Linked DNA regions of Sus scrofa: all the other regions are linked to region 1. A link is a contact called in public HiChIP or PLAC-seq and promoter capture Hi-C data. All regions are on one chromosome and are shown on one strand. Each heading gives the region's core, a stretch centred on a gene start, on an enhancer-like site or on the middle of the called end of the contact. The rest is flanking DNA. Distances are from core to core; before and after follow the strand shown.

What was found. Promoter capture Hi-C pulls out the DNA fragments that hold promoters and counts their contacts. HiChIP or PLAC-seq counts read pairs in DNA pulled down with a chosen protein or histone mark.
Region 2: an H3K27ac HiChIP or PLAC-seq map of alveolar macrophages shows a contact between it and region 1. The contact joins the promoter of PRADC1 here to the promoter of MOGS in region 1. A contact is called at or near these places in 1 of 5 promoter capture datasets (fetal liver), 1 of 47 Hi-C or Micro-C datasets (heart right ventricle) and 1 of 2 datasets of contacts at active chromatin or transcription factors (alveolar macrophages).
Region 3: a contact with region 1 is called in a promoter capture Hi-C map of fetal liver, with 2.3 times the contacts expected there. The contact joins the promoter of DGUOK here to the promoter of MOGS in region 1. A contact is called at or near these places in 1 of 5 promoter capture datasets (fetal liver) and 1 of 47 Hi-C or Micro-C datasets (heart right ventricle).

What each region holds. Positions count from the first base shown.
Region 1 is chr3:68,576,744-68,579,556 of Sscrofa11.1, reverse strand. It overlaps MOGS (mannosyl-oligosaccharide glucosidase), which reads right to left and starts at 1,350. Exons shown (of 4, transcript XM_003124990.3): 1 at 841-1,350; 2 at 427-653. The coding sequence starts at 1,192.
Region 2 is chr3:69,545,437-69,548,249 of Sscrofa11.1, reverse strand. It overlaps PRADC1 (protease-associated domain-containing protein 1), which reads right to left and starts at 1,412. Exons shown (of 5, transcript XM_003125011.4): 1 at 506-1,412. The coding sequence starts at 740.
Region 3 is chr3:69,089,915-69,092,727 of Sscrofa11.1, reverse strand. It overlaps DGUOK (deoxyguanosine kinase, mitochondrial), which reads left to right and starts at 1,362. Exons shown (of 6, transcript XM_021087369.1): 1 at 1,362-1,616.

The DNA of each region.
Region 1 (2,813 bases), core at 101-2,600:
CCTGAGAATCAGCCTTAGTAAGGGAAAGGGACACCAGGCAAAAGCAACCTAGTAAACAATGTAACATTTGGCAGTGTTGAGAGTCACTGAGGGTGAGCACCAGGGGGATGAGAGAAAGCTTTGCACAGGGTTCTCTGGGAAATAATAGTACTTTTGTGCCATGGACTATGCTGAAAACTCTGCATGTCATTTCCTTTAATTCTTACAATCCTGGGAGTTAGGTGCTGTTTTGGTTTCCATTTTACAGACAAGAAAACCAAGGCTTAGAGACAGTAACAAGAGATGGTCATACAGGCAACAGATTCAAACCAGGCAGCAGGACTCAGAGCCCCTGCTATTAACCCCCACTTTATCCCGTTTTTGCTGGCAGCAAAGGAAGGGTGGAGGGAGGCTGGGTTGGGGGAAGGGTGTCCTGCGGGCCCTGACCTGAGGCTCTACAGTCACTCTCCAGCTCCAGTCCCCTCCGTGCTGACCCCCAGGCCTCTTGACGAACTCAGTGGTGAGCCTTAAGGCCCCATCCTGGATGTGTTGCCGCCCGAAGGAGACACCGTCGTGGAACTCCCAGCCATAGGGACCCACGCCGTCCCCCTGCTCACACGTGTGCCTGAGCTTAGGGGTCCCTGGGGTGGTGCCTTGCTGCGCCCACATCAGTCCTGGGGGTAGAAGGGCCACGTAAGTCAAAGAGCATGCAGAGGACCTATCCCTCTGGGTCGCTGAGAACTCCAGGGTTATCCCTCTTCGTAAGTCTCCTGATCCGCTCCTCACCACCCTGGCTCTGGCGCGAAGCTGGGGCGCCCAGATTAAGTGCCCGCGTGCCTGCCCGCCCCAGGTCCAGGTTACCGGTGAGGAGGGGCTGCGGGCTGCGGGTCTTCATGCCGAAGTAGACGTGAGGGCGGTAGGTCCCCCAGAAGAGGTCCGGAGCTACAGAAGGGCTGGAAGAGTCGGGAGGCAGCGCCGGGGACGCGGAGTGCAGCGTGACCGCCCGCCGCACACGGTGCCAAGCCAGCAGCCAGGATCCCGACAGGCCCAGGACCAGAGATAGGACCAGGACCGCCAGAGCCACCCCCCGAACTGCGCCGCGGGCGCTGCCGCCTCGGCCATCCCGTCGCGCGGGGCCGCCTCGAGCCGCCCTCTCAGCGGTCCGCGCTCCGTCCGCCGGCGCCCCGCGGCGCCGCCTCTCGCCCCGAGCCATCCTGGCACGGAGGTCAGGGTCGAGGGCGCCCAGAGAAGCGGCAACGGAGCCGGGGTCCTGCCTCGCCTCCGCTCCCGCGCCGCGCCGGGCGACCACTGATCTGTCAGCGGCACCTGCCGGCCGGTGCCTCCCGCTCCGCTTCCTTCTCTCGCCGGAAGTCCCGCCCCGCCACGTCAGGCTGAGCCCCACAGCCCGGAACTGCCATCCCCGGAGTGGGCCCGCTGGGCCGCCTTCACTGATGGGCGATTATCTGGCGTTGTCATGGAGTTCACAGGCTAGTAGGAAAAACCAATCTCGCATTTCTTTTTTTTTTTCTTTTAATAACGACTGTATATTAAGAGCCTGAGACGCTATCCTGAGTGTTTTACATTTAACTGTTCCTACAAAAACAAAAACGAAACACCTTGGGAGTTTCCCTTATGGCTCAGTGGGTTAAGAACCTGGCATGAGAGGATGCGGGTTCGATCCTTGGCCTCAATCAGTGGGTTAAGCGTCTGGCGCCCAGTAGGTCCCAGATGCGTCTTGGATGGGTGTTGATGTGGCTGTGGTGTACCTCTGCAGCTGCAGCTCTGATTCAACCCCTAGCCTAGGAATTTACATCTGCCACAGTTGCAGCCTTAAAAACAAAACAAAAACATTTAACTGCTCCCCACATCACCCCTCTCAGGTGGCAGAAAACTGGCTTAGAAAGTTCAAGTGGAGTTCCCGTCGTGGCGCAGTGGTTAACGAATCCGACTAGGAACCATGAGATTGCGGGTTCAATCCCTGGCCTTGCTCAGTGGGTTAAGGATCCGGCGTTGCCTTGAGCTGTGGTGTAGGTTGCAGACACGGCTCTTGGATCCCGAGTTGCTGTGGCTCTGGCGTAGGCCGGTGACTACAGCTCTGATTCGACCCCTAGCCTGGGAAATATGCCGCAGGAAGTGGCCTTCGAAAAGGCAAAAAGACAAAAAAAAAAAAGTTCAAATAACTTGGCCCTGGCCACAGAGCTAGGAAGTGTTTAGCTTGGAGCTTAGCTATAACTGAATCAGGCTGCATCATATAGTCCACACCCATGCCTTCTTGCCTAATGGAGTGTTCCCAGGAAGAAGCCTAAGAACTGTTCCAGCAGTGTCTCTAAGCGTCCCTGTGACTTTAGATAGGTAGTATCTCCACACAGTCTAGAATTAATTATCTAGATGAACCCTAAAAGGACCATAGTGGTGATGCATGTACTTCCCACCCCCACCCCCTTTTCTACAATCCAGGAAGCAAAGGTAATTTTATATCCAGGTCAGGGAAGGCTGTAGGAAGTAGGTAGCAAGGAGGCAGCGTCTGCACCTCACACTGGCCAAGAAGTGTCAACATTACCTTTTTTTTTTTTTTTTTTTTGTCTTTTTGCCTTTTCTAGGGCTGCACCGGCAGCATGTGGAGGTTCCCAGGCTAGGGGTGTAATCAGAGCTGTAGCCACCGGCCTATGTCAGAGCCACAGCAACATGGGATCCGAGTGGAGCCTGCGACCTACACCACAGCTCACAGCAATGCTGGATCCTTAACTCACTGAGCAAGGCCAGGGATCAAACCTGAAACCTCATGGTTACTCTGTTCCCACTGCTCCACGATGGGAACTCCTGAACATTACATT
Region 2 (2,813 bases), core at 163-2,662, 970 kb before region 1:
ACTCCCCCGCCTTCCCATACACATCTTTGCCTGGCCTTTGCATCTGCGATCCGTGTAAATTAAGTGTAGGTATACATATGTGCTCATGGATGTAGTGGCTATATGTTCATGTTCCCGTATAGATGCAAACAGGTAGGATATGTACCTATGTGCTTGTGTGTGAGCCAAAGTGTAGCAATGTGTGGTCCCGTTTATGTATATGAGTGCTCACATATTTCCAGCTTGTCCTTGTTCCTCGCCCCCTCAGCCACCTAATTCGGCGCTAGTGGGGGTAGGGGGAGTCTTGCTTCGACGTGGGAAGCTCAGAACTCAAAGCCCAGCCTCCAGCCGCGCCCAATTCGTGTCCCTGAGGACGAGTACCCACCAAATCGTGGCGCCTCTTTCTGAACCTACCCTGCCCAGAACTCGCGGGGTCCCCAAGGTGACCCGTGGCCCCCGGCCCGAGACGCGCTCATGTGGACTCCCAGCCCCGCCCCGATGCGCAGCCCCGCCCGTTGCCGCTCACCATGGGCCGCGACGCACGCGGGGAGCCAGAGCATGAGACAACACCAGCCCGCGGCGCCGGGGACCATCTCCAGGGCCCGGCCCGGCGCCCCGCTTCCTCCAGCCGCCCCTCCGCGCGTAGCTCGCTGGACTTTGGCCTGACAGCTGCTCTGGCCTCCCGCCCCCAGACCCGCTCTGGCTGCTGGTTGGCGGACTGGAACGAGGCCCACGGCTGATTGGCTCTGACGCCTGCTCATGTAGCCACATTTTCCGCCCCTGCGCCTTAGCCCACTTCCTATTGGTCGAGAGAAGTGGGGCCGAGGACTGATTGGTCCAAACTCTTAACTGCAACTGCCGGCCCCCGCCCCAGCCTGTCTCAGTTTGGATTCGATTCGGCAGCACCTTGCTGGCTGGTGGGTGGGTCGGCAGAACTGGAGGTGGCCGATCGCAGGACTGGCTTCAACCGCTGAAAGTCTCGGCCAATACTCCTCACGGTCGCTTTGCAAGATGAGGGTATACCTTCTTCCAGCTGTGCCTTCCTCCTTCCCATCCCCTCCTTGGAATGGCATTCCTGTAGCTCTCAAGTGGTCTCCGGTGACCCCTACTCTGATCTTATTGCCTAGTTCCACCAGCGCTTGCGTGCCCTGGCGACGTGGCCGGATGTACACGACCCTCGAGGAAGCTCTGACCAGTGCCGAGCCAGAATGCGAGCATAGGGGCTAGGTGTCCGCTCCTGTTTCTCTACCATTTACTATGCAGCTGTGACTCTGGACACCCTTCCTAACCTCTCGGCCTCAGTTCCCTCATCTGTAAAGTGGGCATGACAACAATACCAATAGGTTTGTGAGGATTAAATGAGATCACTCACATCAAATGTTTACTTGGCAAAAACTGTCCCTCAGTCAGCGTTCAATAAATGTTTGCCTTTATTTCATTCCTTGGCCTGGCTCCAGAGGGAGAAGGGGAATAGAATTAGAGTTAGTGGGTGACGGGGGCCGAGCAAGGACCCTACATACTCAAAAAGAATGACACTTTCGAAAGCCCGCGACCCTTGCATTACCAACACTTCCTGTAACAGCTCCGGCAGAGGACCAGCCTCTGGACCTTCTAGCCACGCCGACTCTGTGGTAGCGAACCATAGAGTGGCGGAAGTGGCCCATCCCCTTCCTCTCCCGGTCCAACTGCTTGGCGAAGGTTCTGGGGACTTCTTTGGCGCGGAGGATTGTGGGGTTGCTGGGCGGCCCGGGCGCGAAGCAGGGAAGAGGAGTAGCGGGCCACTGGATAAGCTTACAAGATGATGGTGAGTGGCGTCTCGCGCATCCGTCTCCATCCGTTGCCATCTGGTTGGTAGCTGGCGCCGCCCGGCAAAGGCCGGTCCCGCAGGACTTTCCTCTGCCTAATGACTCGGTCCTCGCCCCGACCCCTGTCTGTGGGTGACCCCGGCCCGCCGCGGCCTTGGTGGGCCCGGGCTCCGAGTAGGGCTCCTGGGCGAGGGCTGTGTGGCACTGGAGGAAAGGCTCTGATCGGGCCGGCTGGGGACTACAAGTCCCAGGGTGCTTCGGAACCCGCGAACCCGCGTTGGCAAGCTGGTTTTTGGACCCCCCCCCCCCCCCCGGAGTCACGACCCGGGTGAAACGACTGCGGATTGAGCGTGCATAACGCGGTCGACGGCCGGGCTTGGAACTTCTGGCTGCACTGGAAAATTCGAGTGTAAAGCCGGGTGCTCACTAGGACCGGCAGAGGCAGCATGGGGACCTTATGTTGAGCGGAACCCCGGATCTCAGCTATGCCTCCCTCCCTGCCAGCTGCTACCAAATGGAAACAGACCCTTTTGCTCGTACTTGAATTCATTCATTCACTTGTTCGTTAAGTAAAGTCATCTTTAGTGTCTACTGAATGTGCGGGGCTCCGCTGGTTGTTGCAGGTGCAACTCTTCAGCCAGAAGAATGGGTAGGGCAGATGGGCACCCTGCTTCAGACGTAGGAAGATCCGGCCTCTGACTCTGACCCTGTCTGCTACCCTAGATGTGACATTAGACAGCTTTCCTAGTTGGCCACCTAACTTTAGTTTTCGTTTTTCTTAAATTAGGGCGGTTAGTGAATCTGGGAGGCTCTCTGTACCCACCCCCCTTTCCATAGTATCCCTTTCTCCATCTCAGAGCTGCAGGTACCTTCCTTGGGTCCCAAACCTCGGTGGTCTCCGGAGTTGCTGTTGAACAGGGCCAGCTTTTAAGTGCTTGAGGCAAAACCCTAAGATACCACCTAGCAGACTAGCTAACATGCTGCTTCCTACAAGCTGGGCGCTTCATGTGTTCTCTGTGCACTTGGCAT
Region 3 (2,813 bases), core at 113-2,612, 510 kb before region 1:
CGTTGCCACAAGCTGTGGTGTAGATTGCAGCTCCAGCCCGGACTCAATTCCTGACCCCTGACCCAGGAACTTCCCTATGCCGTGGCTGTGGCTCAGAAAGAAAAAAAACAAAAAGGAAAGGAAAGGAAAGAAAGGTAAGCAGTATTCTTACACAGAAGTAGCTGTGGGAGTGGGAGTGGGGGATGGGATAGACTTTAGCTGCCTGCGACCCACCCAGGCTATCCTGAATAAAATGTACACTCTATTTTTAATTAGATTGTATGGGAATATAGTATACTAATGTCATTTCAGCCATCCCATATAAACATTAATATAGGAAAAAATTCCTGTGCCAGATTTGCAAACAGTTGTCCCAGTCACTGGCCCCGCCCTACTGATTCTGGCAAACAGAATGGTTTCCTAAAACCTCCCTCATCTAAGATTGCTGCCAGAATGCTGGTTTGCCTGTTGCCTCCCGGTTTGACTCTTGTGGAAGGTGGAGGCATCATTTGACAACATTTCATAAATCCTTAGTTCTAAAGTCGTTACATCCATGGGGTGTGGCAGGACAAAGCCTGTTAGGGCCTCATCCGGTGGCAGCAGCTCAGAATTGTCCCTGTCCTTCTGCAAAACACAATTCTCCACCGACTGCTGGATTCCAGTTTTATACATTTATGCATTAGAAAGTCTCTCTTTATCCTGGCTTTTCCCAAGCTTTTACAAATCCCATTCTGAATCCCCACCAGCCACCTCGCCTCCGCCATTGCTCACGCCCACAGAACCCAGTTTATCTGGTTTAAACGAGTTCCACACGCGTCCCTGAGCTTCCACCCTCTTTATCCTTACAGAATATTTGGCTACTATGCAAATTGATGGGGCAAAAGTTTGTTTATCCATTCAAGAAGCAAAATAAGAGGTGGGGTGTAGTTGATGAATTTAACGTATTCAAAAAGGTGCCAGCATTATGCCACGAATTAACAGGGCATGGGAAAACGTTAATTTGTGTAAATCTTCAGGTTGCATCTTCTTCCTACTGAAAACCGTCCAACTTCTTCCTGTGTCAGAATAAAAACCAGACAACGTGGGGGCGGGGGGTGGGGGAGTCGCTTAAAATTACAATTATTTTTGTCTTCAGTTGTGAAATTTATGTTACAGTGATACAAAAAGGCAAAGGCGCTGAGACCGTTAATTTATGTCTCTTTTTAAGTGCTATTTGTCCAGTGAACAAAAAAGAAGGTGCAAATCCTACAGCAGCACCTCTCATCAGCAATCTTCCCCGTTGCCTACATCAGGCGTCTTCCTTTTCGTTACACCCTCCCACGAACATCGCGAGAACAGAGCTTCCCTTTGGCCCCTCCCCTCCAGTCCTCTCAACCCCACCCACTTCCTGCCTGGCGATCGCCTGACGTAGAAGGCGCGCCGGAGTGCGTGTACTGCGCTACCGGGGGCGGAACGGCTCTCGGCGGAAGTGATCGCTGCGTGAATCGTGGGTGTGATGACCGCGCTTCGGCTCTATCTAAGGCTGCTGCGATCATCCTCCAAATCCATGGCTCAGAGCCCAGTCAAGGGCGGGCCCCCCTCCAGGGGTCTGCACGCGGGGCGCGGGCCCCGAAGGCTCTCCATCGAAGGCAACATTGGTAAGGGCCAGAAAGTAGCTGCCAAGCCTCGGCCTCCGCAGAGCAGGTGCTTGAGAGGCTGCAAAAGGGAGCTGGGCTTGCAACCCCCTCCCTCCCCGACTGATGTGGCCGGACTGAGCTGCCAGGCCTTTTCCCCTTAAGTGCACTCTGGGCCTTTGACTCTGATTTTTCAGGCGTCAAGCCTCAGTTCTCTCCCACAGAGACACGTTTATTGGGGCATAGAAGCCACGCAGTCCACAGATAGGACAAGAGTTAGCTTGTTTTGATAGAACAAAATAGAAATAAGGAGCAGGGTGCAAGTTCTTTTTTTTCCCCTAAGATAAGGTTGCTAGGAGTTCCCGTTGTGGCTCAGTTGTTAAGGAATCCGACTTGGAACCATGAGGTTGCGGGTTCAATCCCTGGCCTCGCTCAGTGGGTTGGGGATCCGGCGTTTTCATAAGCTGTGGTGTAGGTCGAAGACGCGGCTCGTATCCCGCGTTGCTGTGGCTCTGGTGTAGGCCGGCCGCTACCGCTCCGATTAGACCCCTAGCCTGGGAAACTCCGTATGCTGCAGGTGCGGCCCTAGAAAAGGCAAAAAAAAAAAAAAAGACAAATAATAATAATAGTAATAATAAGATTGCCAGATTTAGGGGAGAAAAAAAGAATGCCCATTGAAAATAGTGTTTCAGATAACGAATAATGTTTTAGTATGTGTCCCATGCAATATTTGGGACATACACTTAAAAAAAAAGAAAAGAAAAACTAAAATACAGATTTAACTGGGTGTCCTTATTTCACCTGGCAATCCAGTGAGAGACCCACTGGATCTTAAATAAAATGAAAGCAAAGCATTTCAATATAATGTTACTAAATTCTAACTTAAGACTTTTACCTATTAAGCTGCTAAGCCCTGAAAAGGGATTAGCAAGTGTAAAGTATTGAAGACATTCTAGCAGCATACTGAAAATTTCTCATTTTATGCATTCAAGAAATAGCCCTGTGAGCAATTTCTACAATCCCACAGTGGTTTTGTCCCTGAGGACACAGCAGTGAACAGAACAAATAAAAATCTCTGCTCTCAGGGAGCTCTAGTAGAGAGAGAGAGAGACAGTAAACAACATAAATTAAACAAAGTAAACAGTATATTGGTTATGAGCATGATAGAGGAAATTCAGGGATCAGGGATTGAGGGAAGTTGCAATTTTAAATTGAGTAATC